Linked DNA regions of Pan troglodytes: region 1 is linked to region 2. The links are chromatin contacts, called in public HiChIP or PLAC-seq maps. All regions are on one chromosome and are shown on one strand. Each heading gives the region's core, a stretch centred on a gene start, on an enhancer-like site or on the middle of the called end of the contact. The rest is flanking DNA. Distances are from core to core; before and after follow the strand shown. Region 1 holds the start of RARA (retinoic acid receptor alpha). Region 2 holds the start of TOP2A (DNA topoisomerase II alpha).

Evidence for each region. HiChIP or PLAC-seq counts read pairs in DNA pulled down with a chosen protein or histone mark.
Region 1: an H3K4me3 HiChIP or PLAC-seq map of stem cell-derived excitatory neurons shows a contact between it and region 2, with 4 times the contacts expected there. The contact joins the promoter of RARA here to the promoter of TOP2A in region 2. A contact is called at or near these places in 1 of 7 Hi-C or Micro-C datasets (stem cell-derived neural progenitor cells) and 1 of 1 datasets of contacts at active chromatin or transcription factors (stem cell-derived excitatory neurons).

Annotation. Positions count from the first base shown.
Region 1 is chr19:27,795,272-27,801,485 of NHGRI_mPanTro3-v2.0_pri, forward strand. RARA (retinoic acid receptor alpha) reads right to left here and starts at 1,537. Exons shown (of 9, transcript XM_016931848.4): 1 at 1,323-1,537.
Region 2 is chr19:27,684,262-27,690,446 of NHGRI_mPanTro3-v2.0_pri, forward strand. It overlaps TOP2A (DNA topoisomerase II alpha), which reads left to right and starts at 3,648. Exons shown (of 35, transcript XR_010153227.1): 1 at 3,648-3,854; 2 at 4,730-4,885; 3 at 5,113-5,203; 4 at 5,558-5,621.

The sequences.
Region 1 (6,214 bases), core at 287-2,786, 110 kb after region 2:
CAGAACGAAGTCTGAAGCCAATTCATTATCCACCCTGTCCTCTAAAACCAACCTTTAGGGGACCCGGGGAGCCATGGAAGAATGCAGAGCACACCCCACACCTAGACAGAGCTACCAGATGGGGACATGCCACCCATTCCTATCATACATTGATTGCTAGAGGAGTTCCCTCAGTGTGACCAGTCTCTTCTATCACCCCCCTCCCCAGTCTACTACCCCCAGAAGCAAGACACACACTCACACATGGTAACTCAGACAAGGTGTACACCCTTCCTGTAAACCCACCAAACCAGAATGACATGCCCTAGATCTTCAGAGAGCAGGGCCTGTCTGCCCACCACAGGAGAGAAAAATAAGCCACTGTAAACAGTAGGTGCCATCTAGCCCTCTCCCAGAGAGCCTGTAGCGGGGCAGAAGCTTGGGGACCTTGTAGCTCTAGAGAAACACCAGGAACCTGAGATTCTGAAAGCCAAGGAGCTCAGGGAGCTGGCAAGGCTGGGTGACCTCCTCAATCTGGTCCACACCCCCTTCCCTAGCCATCTGGACTGAGCCTGTTCTGGCCTGGGCCACACTCTGGTATCCCTCCCCTTCAATGCATGCAGCCACCTCTATCCAAAGCTTCTAGATCTTACAACCACATTGTCCCTACACACACACACACACACACACACGGGTGGGGTCGGGGGGCTTCTGCAGCAGGTGTTGAGATGTTGACATGGATGGGGGCTCTAAGCTGAAAGAACTTTCCTAGAGGAAAAGCTCACCAAAATGCTCACAACCTCCACTACCCTCTAGCAAAGCCTTTAGCCACCCAAGTGTGAGATGAACCTGGAAGGGGACATTAGTTCCCCTACGAGGTGTGTAGGGAGTAGGGGCAAAGTCCTGAGCTCTTTGGGTGAGGAAGCAAGAAAGAAATCCCTTGGGAAAGCTCAGGTCCCTCTCTGGCTCTCTCCTCTCTCTGTTACCTCAGCACTTGCCAATTCTCCAGTCTAGGTGAGGTGGGGGAAGGGGTATTAGGCAATACCGCAAAGGAGGGTGCAAGGGCGTGGGGCCTGGGCAGACCTTCCCCCTACTCCCCACTCTTATCTAGAGAACGGGAACTGCCTCAGGAGAAATGCAGGAAGGGTGCTGGAGGGTGCAGAGGGCTCTGAGCTTTCAGACACCCCACTGTTCCCAGGCTCCCACCTCCCAGGACTACAGTGAGCGACGGGAGAGGAGGGATGGGGAAAGCCAGAACTGGCGAGAAGGAAATGGCTAGATCAGAAGCAGAGGCCGGGGTCAAAGGCGGCCAAAGAATTGGGAAGGGGTGTGCATGGTCCTACCTGCTCAGGTGTGTGCTGGCAGGGGGGCGATGGGGTTCCCAGGAGAACCGGGGAACCCCTCTCAGCTCGATTCAGGATTCCCCCCTGCTTCTGGGTTAGGCTGCTGCAAGAGGCACGGGTTCCCGTTGGGTCCTAAAGCCCACTCGCCAACTAGAAGGCTCTCCCCGCCCTCTTCCACCAGCCAGCCCCGACTGGGTCAGCGGGCGCAGAGCGAAGGACTGATGGGGGAGAAATAACCCACTGGAAGAAAGATGGGCGTCTGGTCATCGGCTGGGGACAGGAACAGTTCCCTGTCTCAAATACACAGCATATGGATAACTCGAGGATAGGATGACCTGAAACAGGAGAAAATAGACATTTCTTCCTGCCTGCCCTGAGCAGATGGATTTAGGTTTTGGTGCTGGAGGTGGGGTTAAGATCTCTTTCCCTGCCACTCCTGCTAAGACATTCAGCTAGAGATTTTGGAAAGGGAGCATTTATTTTGGTTGGGCGCTCACTTCTGTCCTCTTCCTCATGGACTGCAGGAGTCCCTTCATCCCTCCCAATTATTCCCAAGGGCCTAGGAGGCCATAGAATGTGAAAAAAGATTTTCAGCATGTAAAAAGTGCAGGCTCACTTAGATGGCAGCTGGAAACAGGGGAAACATGTAGGACCAATGTATGTGTATCTGGGAATGTGTGGGGTCTGCAAATATACATATATAGGCAAGAGTATAAACAGGTGGGGTTAGGGAAGGAGAAAAAAACAAAAAAGAACTTTGGGTTACATCTATTACTGGAAATGGTAATTGTCAGTGGAAGAACAGGACGTAGAACCTAGAGGTCAACTAGTGCCCCTACCCAGCCCTCAGTAATGTCCCGAATCTTTATGACCAGAATAAACAAGTTAAAGAGAGAATATTTTCCTAGATACCATTTAGGATAAATATAGGGGCAGAGGGACCTCAATACAGCAGATCAACTTCAAGGTCACTGATTCAGTTTAGTATAGCCAGTCTTCTCAGTAGCTCAAAAGGGAGAATTCAGATTTGGTGGGCTAGATGGGCAAGAGAAAGCTGGATAAGAATTCTGAAGTTGTGGATTGAGAACATTTTGCAAGGAGAGTTGCACATATCTCTAGCAGCAGAGCAGGGAAAACGTCATGAGGGGAAGGGCCAGAGGAAGTCAGCGACAGACTTGAGGGGAGAGGGCATGGCCTCTCCCTAGAAGGGGAGAAGACACCAGCAATGCCTCCACCTCTGTCTTGCAGGAAGAACTGAGTAAAGGAGCTGGACTAAGGATGGAAGGCCCCAGGGTGGAGTCCATGGGGTGAGTTTAGGTCAAACCTTTCACCCTAATGTGCCTCAGTTCTCTCCCAGCTGTTAAACAGGGCTCTTCGTTCTTCCCAGGCAGTTAATGAGTGTTTACAAAAGGGTCTGGAGATCCTCAGATCTCAGCTGGGCCACCACTACAGTTATAAAGTTCAATAAGAGCTGAGTGTTATTTGGGGAGGAGAGGAGTAGGGGAAGAAGGAAACAGATACTCTCTTATAAACTAAGGATAAAACTAAGCTCAGAGAGAAGCACAAGCCTAGCTGTCACAGGATATCCTTGTGCCCATGGATGGAGGTCACCCCACCCCCCCATCACCACCACCAAAGGCTGGCCTCCAGCTAGCTGTAGGCAGAACCCAGACTAGCAGCTGGTCTTCATTAACTCCAGCTTTTTCACCCCCCACTGTGAACCCACAGCTTCTACAGGCCTAGGCTAGAGGGGGCTGCCCTAGCCCGACCTTGCAGCTGACACTGGGGTGGGGGGCACCGCACCAAAGGCCAAGTTACCAGCTGAAAAGAAAGTTGAAGCAAGAGTCCTTTTTCCCATTGGGAGCAAGAAGAAAGCAGTGTGGGGGTGAGAGGGTGGAGGTGGGGGAATTTAGGGCAAACAGCAGGCAGTGAAGTCAGCTGGATTGAGGCCCAGAAACCCCCACACCCTGGGGCCAAGTCTTACTCTAGCTTTGCTTTCAGCTTAAGTCTTGGCGAGGCCCCAAACTAGGGAAGGCCCTGGTTGCCCCTTTCCGCCTCCCTACCCCCACCCTTATTAAATACACATTTTATCTCTCAGCATCTTCATTATCTTAACTGAAGGAGACAAGCAGTGGATGGCGGCAGCAGAGAGCGTCAGGAGCGGGGGGCGGTGCGGGGAGCAGGCGCACCCTTGTTATAAAGTGCTGATCTAGCTCTTTCAGGCAGTGTGGGAAACAGAGGAGGGATCAAAGGGAGTGAGGCTGATTCAGAACTCAATTAGAGCTTTTTAAAAAACGAAGCTGGCTCTCTCCTTTCACCAGTCTTCAGCCTTTACCCAAGCCCCTTGCACCCAATTAACTTCCACTGCCAGTGCCTTGGGGCTGGGGTTGAAAATCAAGGGGAGGCCAGAGGGCACACCTTCTCCCCTTACGGAACACACCTCTTCTAAGAGGAAGACCTGCACTGTTTGTAGCTTAAGAGAAAGTATCTTAGAAGGTACCTTATCTTTTCAGGAAGAACCTGAGATCACAACTTGCCCCAAGTTAAAAAGAGGGACATCAAAGGTGGGCTCCTCCCTAAACCCTTACCTACAGACCCAGCTTCTGGCCAATCTAGCCACACTGAGTAACATCCAGACAGGCAGCCCTCTTCACAGCCTGTAGATAAGACTCTTCCCCTCATAGCCAAAGCGTCCCACCAGCAACATGGAAGTTGCCTCAAGCAAAATGCCACTACATCAGAGGGAGTGATTGGAATGCATCTGTGAGGCTAATAAATGCTCCAAAACTGTGCCAAGACACATTTTGTAAGACAGAGCACCCTTCTTATGCAGGGGCCTGCTCCACCTCTGTGCAAAAGTACCACCAACGTTTACCTTCAGCTTAGAACTGTTCTCACCACGGAGGGAAAGGCAGCATCTTATTTGGTTCACTTATCTGTTAAACAACTATTGAGTACCTACCAGGTATTAGGCACTATACTAATTGCTAGGCACAGATACAAATGTAAATAAAATTTCAATCTTGGATCTCTTTTGTCCTCCCTCAGCAGTCAAGGTAACACATCTCAAGATATTTAAAAAATATATAACCGGCCAGGCATGGTGGCTCAAGCCTCTAATCCCAGCACTTTGGGAGGCCGAGGCGGGCGGATCACGAGGTCAAGAGATTGAGATCATCCTGGCTAACACAGTGAAACCCCATCTTTACTAAAAATACAAAAAAATTAGCCGGGCATGGTGGCGGGTGCCTGTAATCCCAGCTACTCAGGAGGATGAGGCAGGAGAATGGTGTGAACCCGGGAGGCAGAGCTTGCAATGAACAGAGATCGCGCCACTGCTCCAGCCTGGGTGACAGAGTGAGACTCCATCTAAAAAAAAATATATATATATATATAATATGTATATAATACATATTATATAATATATATAATATGTATATAATACATATTATATAATATATATAATATGTATATAATACATATTATATAATATATATAATATGTATATAATACATATTATATAATATATATAATATGTATATAATACATATTATATAATATATATAATATGTATATAATACATATTATATAATATATATAATATGTATATAATACATATTATATAATATATATAATATGTATATAATACATATTATATAATATATATAATATGTATTATAATACATATTATATAATATATATAATATGTATATAATACATATTATATAATATATATAATATGTATATAATACATATTATATAATATATATAATATGTATATAATACATATTATATAATATATATAATATGTATATAATACATATTATATAATATATATAATATGTATATAATACATATTATATAATATATATGTATATAATACATATTATATAATATATATGTATATAATATATATAATATGTATATAATATATATAATATGTATATAATATATAATATGTATATAATATGTATATAATATATATAATATGTATATAATATATAATATGTATATAATATATATAATATGTATATAATATATATAATATGTATATTATATATAATATGTATATAACATAATATGTATATTATATATATGTATATTATATATATAATATGTATATTATATATATAATATGTATATTATAGATAATATGTATATTATATAGATAATATGTATATTATATATAATATGTATATTATATAGATAATATGTATATTATATATAATATGTATATTATATAGATAATATGTATATTATGTATATAATATGTATATTATATATAATATGTATATTATATAGATAATATGTATATTATGTATATAATATGTATATTATATATAATATGTATATTTTATATATAATATGTATATTATGTATATAATATGTATATTATATATATAATATGTATATTATGTATATAATATGTATATTATATATAATATGTATATTATATATATTATATGTATATTATATATTATATGTATATTATATATATTATATGTATATTATATATATTATATGTATATTATATATTATATGTATATTATATATATTATATGTATATTATATATATTATATGTATATTATATATATAATATATATATAAAACCTAAGTCACATCTTATTCCCAACTTCTCATTCTTATTGGTGTATCTGCTTTCTGTCTTTTACAGAGAAAGGGTCTCGCTCTGTCACCCAGGATGTAATGCAGTGGTGTGATCATAGCCCATGCCGAGTTGAACTCCTGGGCTCAAAGCATCCTCCCATCTCAGCTTCCCAAGTAGCTAGGACTACAGGTGCATGCCACCATGCCCAGCTAATTTTTAATATTTTTTTGGTAGAGAAGGGTAAGCGGGTCTCACTATGTTGCCCAAGCTGGTCTCAAGCTC
Region 2 (6,185 bases), core at 2,398-4,897:
TTAACTCCACAAAAAAGTAACCTGAAGTACCTGATGTTAACCAATCAGGTTTTTTCCGATTGCTGTTTCCTGGTTCCCACCTTACAAAACCCACCGTTCTGCTATTGCCCAGTGGAAGCTTTCATTCTGTTTTGTAGAATGGGGGCTGCCCCAATTCATGAATCACAAATAAAAGTCAATTTGATCTACAACTGAACTTGTAAGGGAGACTGAGTGACTTGCCCAAAGTCATATACCCAGCAAATATCCTAGTCAGGGATCTGCCTTAAGTACTCAACCACATATTCAAGTACAGGTTGGGGGAGGGAGGGGGTAATGTCCAGGTAGCTACTTTGGGCCCCTGCAGAGTGGGGGCAGGGTGGGTGGATAATGAGGATGGTATCTTTCCCCTCCCCCCACCACAGCCCCCTGGAACTACCCCCAACCCCTTCTTGCCTCCCAGGACTGGCAGGCACCTGCAGTTCCCTCTTTGTGTGCAATGCCTTCCAGGCCCACCCATCCCAGACCCCCACCCACTTCTTTCTTCAATAGTCCCCACAAGTCCTGCAGGACCCCCTGCAATAGGCTCTGGGAAGAGGGAGGGACTGGCAGAGAAATAGCTTGTACCCAGAAGAGAAGGAGGGTGGGCCAGAGCAAGACCACCTTGTGCTGGAGAGCTGGAAAAGGATTGTCCCCGACACTTGCATATCTCATTTTGCCCTCTGTGTCTTTGATAAAGGATAATGGCATGGGGAAACCAAGAGACCCAGGAAGAATTCTAACTTAGGTGTGTGTGGCCCCAAAGTCCTTTTGTGTTTTTTGTTGTTGTTGTTGTTTGTTTTTTTGAGATGGGGTCTTGCTCTGTCGCCCAGGCTGGAGTGCAATGGCACGATCTCGGCTCACTGCAACCTCCACCTCCTGGATTCAAGCTATTCTCCCACCTCAGCCTCCCGAGCAGCTGGGATTACAGGCACCAGCCATCAGGCATGGCTAATTTTTTTTTGTATTTTTGTAGAGACGGGGTTTCACCAAGTTGTCCAGGCTGGTCTCAAACCCCTGAACTCAGGTGATCCACCCACCTCAGCCTCCCAAAGTGATGGGATTACAGGCGTGAGCCACCACACCCGGCCCCCAAAGTCCTTTTGACTCCACAGTACTTCTTCTGGGTTTTTGGAACAAAGACACACAGGATCCGGCTAAACTGCAGGACAGATTTCAAGCTGGGCCCCTAAAAAATAGGGCTGGAGCTGCTTGTTAAATTCCTGTTGCCTCATTGCCCAGTGGGTCACTGCAGGCTGGGATGAGCTACAGGGTAGAGGCCGGGAGCTGCAGAAACTGAGCTGCCATCCTTGGGGAAGCATGCCCACCATCCCCACTACCTTGGAGGTAGTGCGTTCTAGGAGGTAGAAGCCAGCATGGCTGGTTTCTGTCAGGGCCCTCGGGTGTCCTGCAGAGAGTGGCATGCAGGCCCTGGATCCCAGGGCCTGGTCAGCCTTCTGGCTGAGCAGAGGCTACTGGCCAAGCTTCCCTACCACTGCTCTGAGCCCCTGGTGGTCCTGTGCTCTCTAACACATGTGGTGAGCAGAGCAGAGCTGGGAACACACAGAGACTGCTGGAGGCCAGGGAGCCAAAGGTCAAGAGAGCAGAACAATGCCGAAGCACCATGCCTATGGTTTCCGAGTGCCCCTAGCCCATGGGCAACTTCCATCCTTGGCTTCCTGCCACATCATACGGCTCCCCATTGGCCCTCCCTTGACACACTGTGGTTATGTAACAATGGTTGACCTCTGGTTTCTTTTAGAAGAAGAAAAAAAAATTACATCCACAATTGTCACACCAGCCTAAGGAAAATTCCTGCTACCTAATACTGTCAGCCCACTATTTACCTTACACTTCTCTCATGTAACCCTCACACTACTCTGAGATCATAGTTAATTATTCTTTTTAGGAGAGGAAACGGAAGCACCGAGAGGCTTCCTCCATCGAAATGACACGAATGGCAAATTGCTGAGTTGGGACTGAAACCCAGGTAGAGGAAGGAAGCAATGAATGGAAAGAGGTGGCTCAGCTGGAATTAGTAGGCACTCAAATTGTGCAGTTTTTTTTTTTTCTGGCTTCTTGTAAGGGTAATAACTTTGTTTAATCCACTCAAACATTTATATCTAAGAGTAATTTTAAAACTTCAGTCTTCGCCGGGCACAGTGACTCACACCTGTAATCCCAGCACTTTGAGAGGCTGAGGCGGGCAGATCACTTGAGGTCAGAAGTTTGAAACCAACCTGGTCAACATGGCAAAACCCTGTCTCTACTAAAAAAATACAAAAATTAGCCAGGCGTGGTGGCAGGCGCCTGTAATTCTAGCTACACGGGAGGCTGAGGCAGGAGAATCGCTTGAACCCGCGAGGTGAAGGTTGCAGTGAGCCTAGATCGCGCCATTGCACTCCAGCCTGGGCGACAGCGTGAGATTCCATCTCAAAAAAAAAAAAAAAAAAAAAAAAAAAAGCAACAAAAAAACAAGCAAACAAAAAAACTTCAGTCTTGGCATTTCCTTGTCAAATTGGAACAGCTGTTCTGGACTGCAGGGTTCACGGAGGTGAGCAAAAGTAGCCAGTCGGAGGGCATCTGGCCAGCTGGCTGCGGAAAAGGTTTCAGCCCCGGATGGCTGAGCCCACCCTCAGCTCAAGAGGCTACCACCACAAGTTATCCCTTTCGATTTACCAGTTGCTGTCCAGCGCTGCTCTACTGGGGACCTGAATGCTGCCCTCCATTTTGCAAAGCCTTTCTACATCCTTCCATTATATGGAACCCCCAAACCACAACTGTGGCACTTTTATTTTAATTATTTTTATTATTTATTTATTTATGTATTTATCTCTTGAGGTGGCCTCGCTCTGTCACTCAGGCTGGAGTGCAGTGGAGCAATCACGGTTCAAGGCGCCTCGATCTCCAATCTCCGGGGCTCAAGCGATCCTCCCTCCTCAGCCTCCGGAGCTGGAGTTACAGGTGTGCGACGCCTCGCCCGGCTATTTTTTTTTTCCTTTTTGGGTAGAGACGGGGTCTCGCTATGTTGCCCAGGCTGGTCTCCAACTCCTAGGCTCCAGCGATCCTCCCGCCTCGGCCTCCCAATGTGCTGCGAATACAGACTCCAGCCACCGCACACAGCCTACTTTTATTTCTTTGAAAAATGAATTCGAGGGTAAAGGGGGCGGGGTTGAGGCAGATGCCAGAATCTGTTGGCTTCAACCAAGCAGCCAGGCTGCCTGTCCAGAAAGCCGGCACTCAGTTTCCTCAGGAAAACGAAGCTAAGGCTCCCATTCCCCTCGCTAACAACGTCAGAACAGAGGACAGTTTTTAGATTTCAGGGATCTTAAATAGATTGGCAGTTCCTGGAGAATAAACATCCTTTGCTTTTCACCTGCACACTTTTGCCTCAGGCAACCCCTTCCCGCTTCCAAAGCCCATCTCTTCCAAGCTTTCCGCACGAGAAAACAAGTGAGCCCTTCTCATTGGCCAGATTCCCTGTCAATCTCTCCGCTATGACGCCGAGTGGTGCCTTTTGAAGCCTCTCTAGTCCCGCCTCCCTAACCTGACTGGTTTATTCAAACAAACCCCGGCCAACTCAGCCGTTCATAGGTGGATATAAAAGGCAAGCTACGATTGGTTCTTCTGGAAGGAGACGATGAGAGCGAGTCAGGGATTGGCTGGTCTGCTTCGGGCGGGCTAAAGGAAGGTTCAAGTGGAGCTCTCCTAACCGACGCGCGTCTGTGGAGAAGCGGCTTGGTCGAGGGTGGTCTCGTGGGGTCCTGCCTGTTTAGTCGCTTTCAGGGTTCTCGAACCCCTTCACGACCGTCACCATGGAAGTGTCACCATTGCAGGTACGGCTCGCGGGAGGGACTGGCGGTGGAGCCTCAGCGCGGCCCGGGCATCTCTCTGGCCGCCCGTGACGGGTGAAGCTCCGGGGCTGCGGTCAGGCCGGCGACCGGCTTGGGAGCCCATATTCTCCATTCCCGGTTCCGGGGTGATCGTGGAGAGGCGGAAGCCCCTTCTGGTGCTAGTAGTGAAGTATGACCCGGCTTCCAGGGTGTCGTGCGTTGTTGCCCTGTTTCTAGGGGCAGGAGTCCGTTGGTCCCGTAGTGGATCCATGTTACAGCGGCCCGGGTGCGACGTTATTGAGTCGCGCGTACAGATGCTTTCCCCTCCTGCCCTCTGCTTGAAAACGGTCTTGAATGTCCCCGATCTTGGAAAGGGCAGAGCCTGGCACAGTGTTTCTCTGCAGCAGCTGGCCAGCTTACAAAAGCGCCCCCTTCCTGAGTTCACAACGCTCAGGTGGCCAAGGGATTGAACGGATAGCCGCCCAAACTGCTGCTGCCGAACTGGAATTATTTACGGTGTCGTGTGCTCGGGACACCGTAAATAATTTATCATAATAGGCACTCGGTAAATAATGTATGCAGGAACTGAAAGAAGTGGGTGTATTTTATTGATGACATCTACCATGTTGCTCAAGAAAAGAGGTTTCCAGACAGACCCACTTGGTGAGATAATATGTGTCTGTTTAACCTGACACCTGGGGACCTGGCCGCAGCGAATTTAAATTGTCCTGTTTGTACAAAACTGTCAACTCCACCACTGCCTACTAACAGATTGCAATGCGTGTTGACATCTCACTATGGTAGGCATTTTGTTCCTAGTTTGGGGTAAACTTATGATTAAAAATTGCCTTCTTTCTCTCTTTTTTTTTAATTGCTAGCCCGTAAATGAAAATATGCAAGTCAACAAAATAAAGAAAAATGAAGATGCTAAGAAAAGACTGTCTGTTGAAAGAATCTATCAAAAGAAAACACAATTGGAACATATTTTGCTCCGCCCAGACACCTACATTGGTTCTGTGGAATTAGTGACCCAGGTAAAATCAAGCTCATCAAAGGCAGTTAACCTAGTAGTTGAAATGGATACTCTTCTTTCTGTACCTTTCATGTACTGAGTGTGACCTTTCTGTGTCTCTCATGTACTGAGTGTCACTGGAACTGGCCTAAATACGGTAATACTTAATATGAACACTTTACGGTAATCATGATAACAGAACAATGAATATAGAGTAAAAATAACAGTATTTCTTTGCCTTATTTCTAGCAAATGTGGGTTTACGATGAAGATGTTGGCATTAACTATAGGGAAGTCACTTTTGTTCCTGGTTTGTACAAAATCTTTGATGAGATTCTAGGTGAGTAAATCCTTTAATATAAAGATCTGGTCAAATCTTTCGTAAGAAGTATCATTCCAAATAAAAATTTAAAAAAGATAAAAGTGAAAACAAAAAGTATCATTTCTACCAAATCTGCTGTAGCCAGGGCTCCTGTCATTTCAATTAGTTGATAAAGGTGAGCTGGTTTCCTGGAGCCCAGGAGGTTGAGCTTTCTCCTAGAAACAGTACTATGGACAAAAATTGCTAAATTAACACCTTGTTAATGCCACTCCTGTGCTGTTTGGGAACTTTTTTTTCTATATCTTACTTAGAGTTACAGAATGTTTTTTAAAACACTAATTTCTTACAAATGTATATTTTATTTTCTTTCAGTTAATGCTGCGGACAACAAACAAAGGGACCCAAAAATGTCTTGTATTAGAGTCACAATTGATCCGTACGTCTTTTGCTTAGTTTTTGTTATGTAGCTCGTTGCTATTGTTAGCTGCATGTATTTTGATTACTGGTGAAGTTGGCTTTTCCTAAACAGAAGTTGACAAAAGTACACAAAAGCAGAATGCTAAAATGAAAAACCCATGGATACCCACCACCTAGATCCAACAGTTGCCAACGTTTTTCCATATTTTCTCCATCTTTTTTTTAATTAGTTAATTTTTTTAGAGGAAGGGGTCTTGCTATTTTGCCTGGGCTGGTCTTAGAACTCCTGGCCTGAAGCAATCCTCCAGTGTTGGCATTATGGGTGTGTGCCATGGCACGTGGCCTATTTGCTCTGGATCATTTCAAAATAAATTACAGGAACTTATGACACCTAATCCCTAAATATTTGAGCAAGCACCTTCAGTAATTGCTTTAAGTATTCTGGCATCTGGAGTTTTAACTTTTTCTCATGATGCTATTCAAACAGTAAACCAGTAGGTGGTGGTAGAGAATAATTTGATCTGACATTTCTGCTTATAAATGCGGGGTGTCCCTTTGTGGGTGATCAGGGTGCTTATTTCAC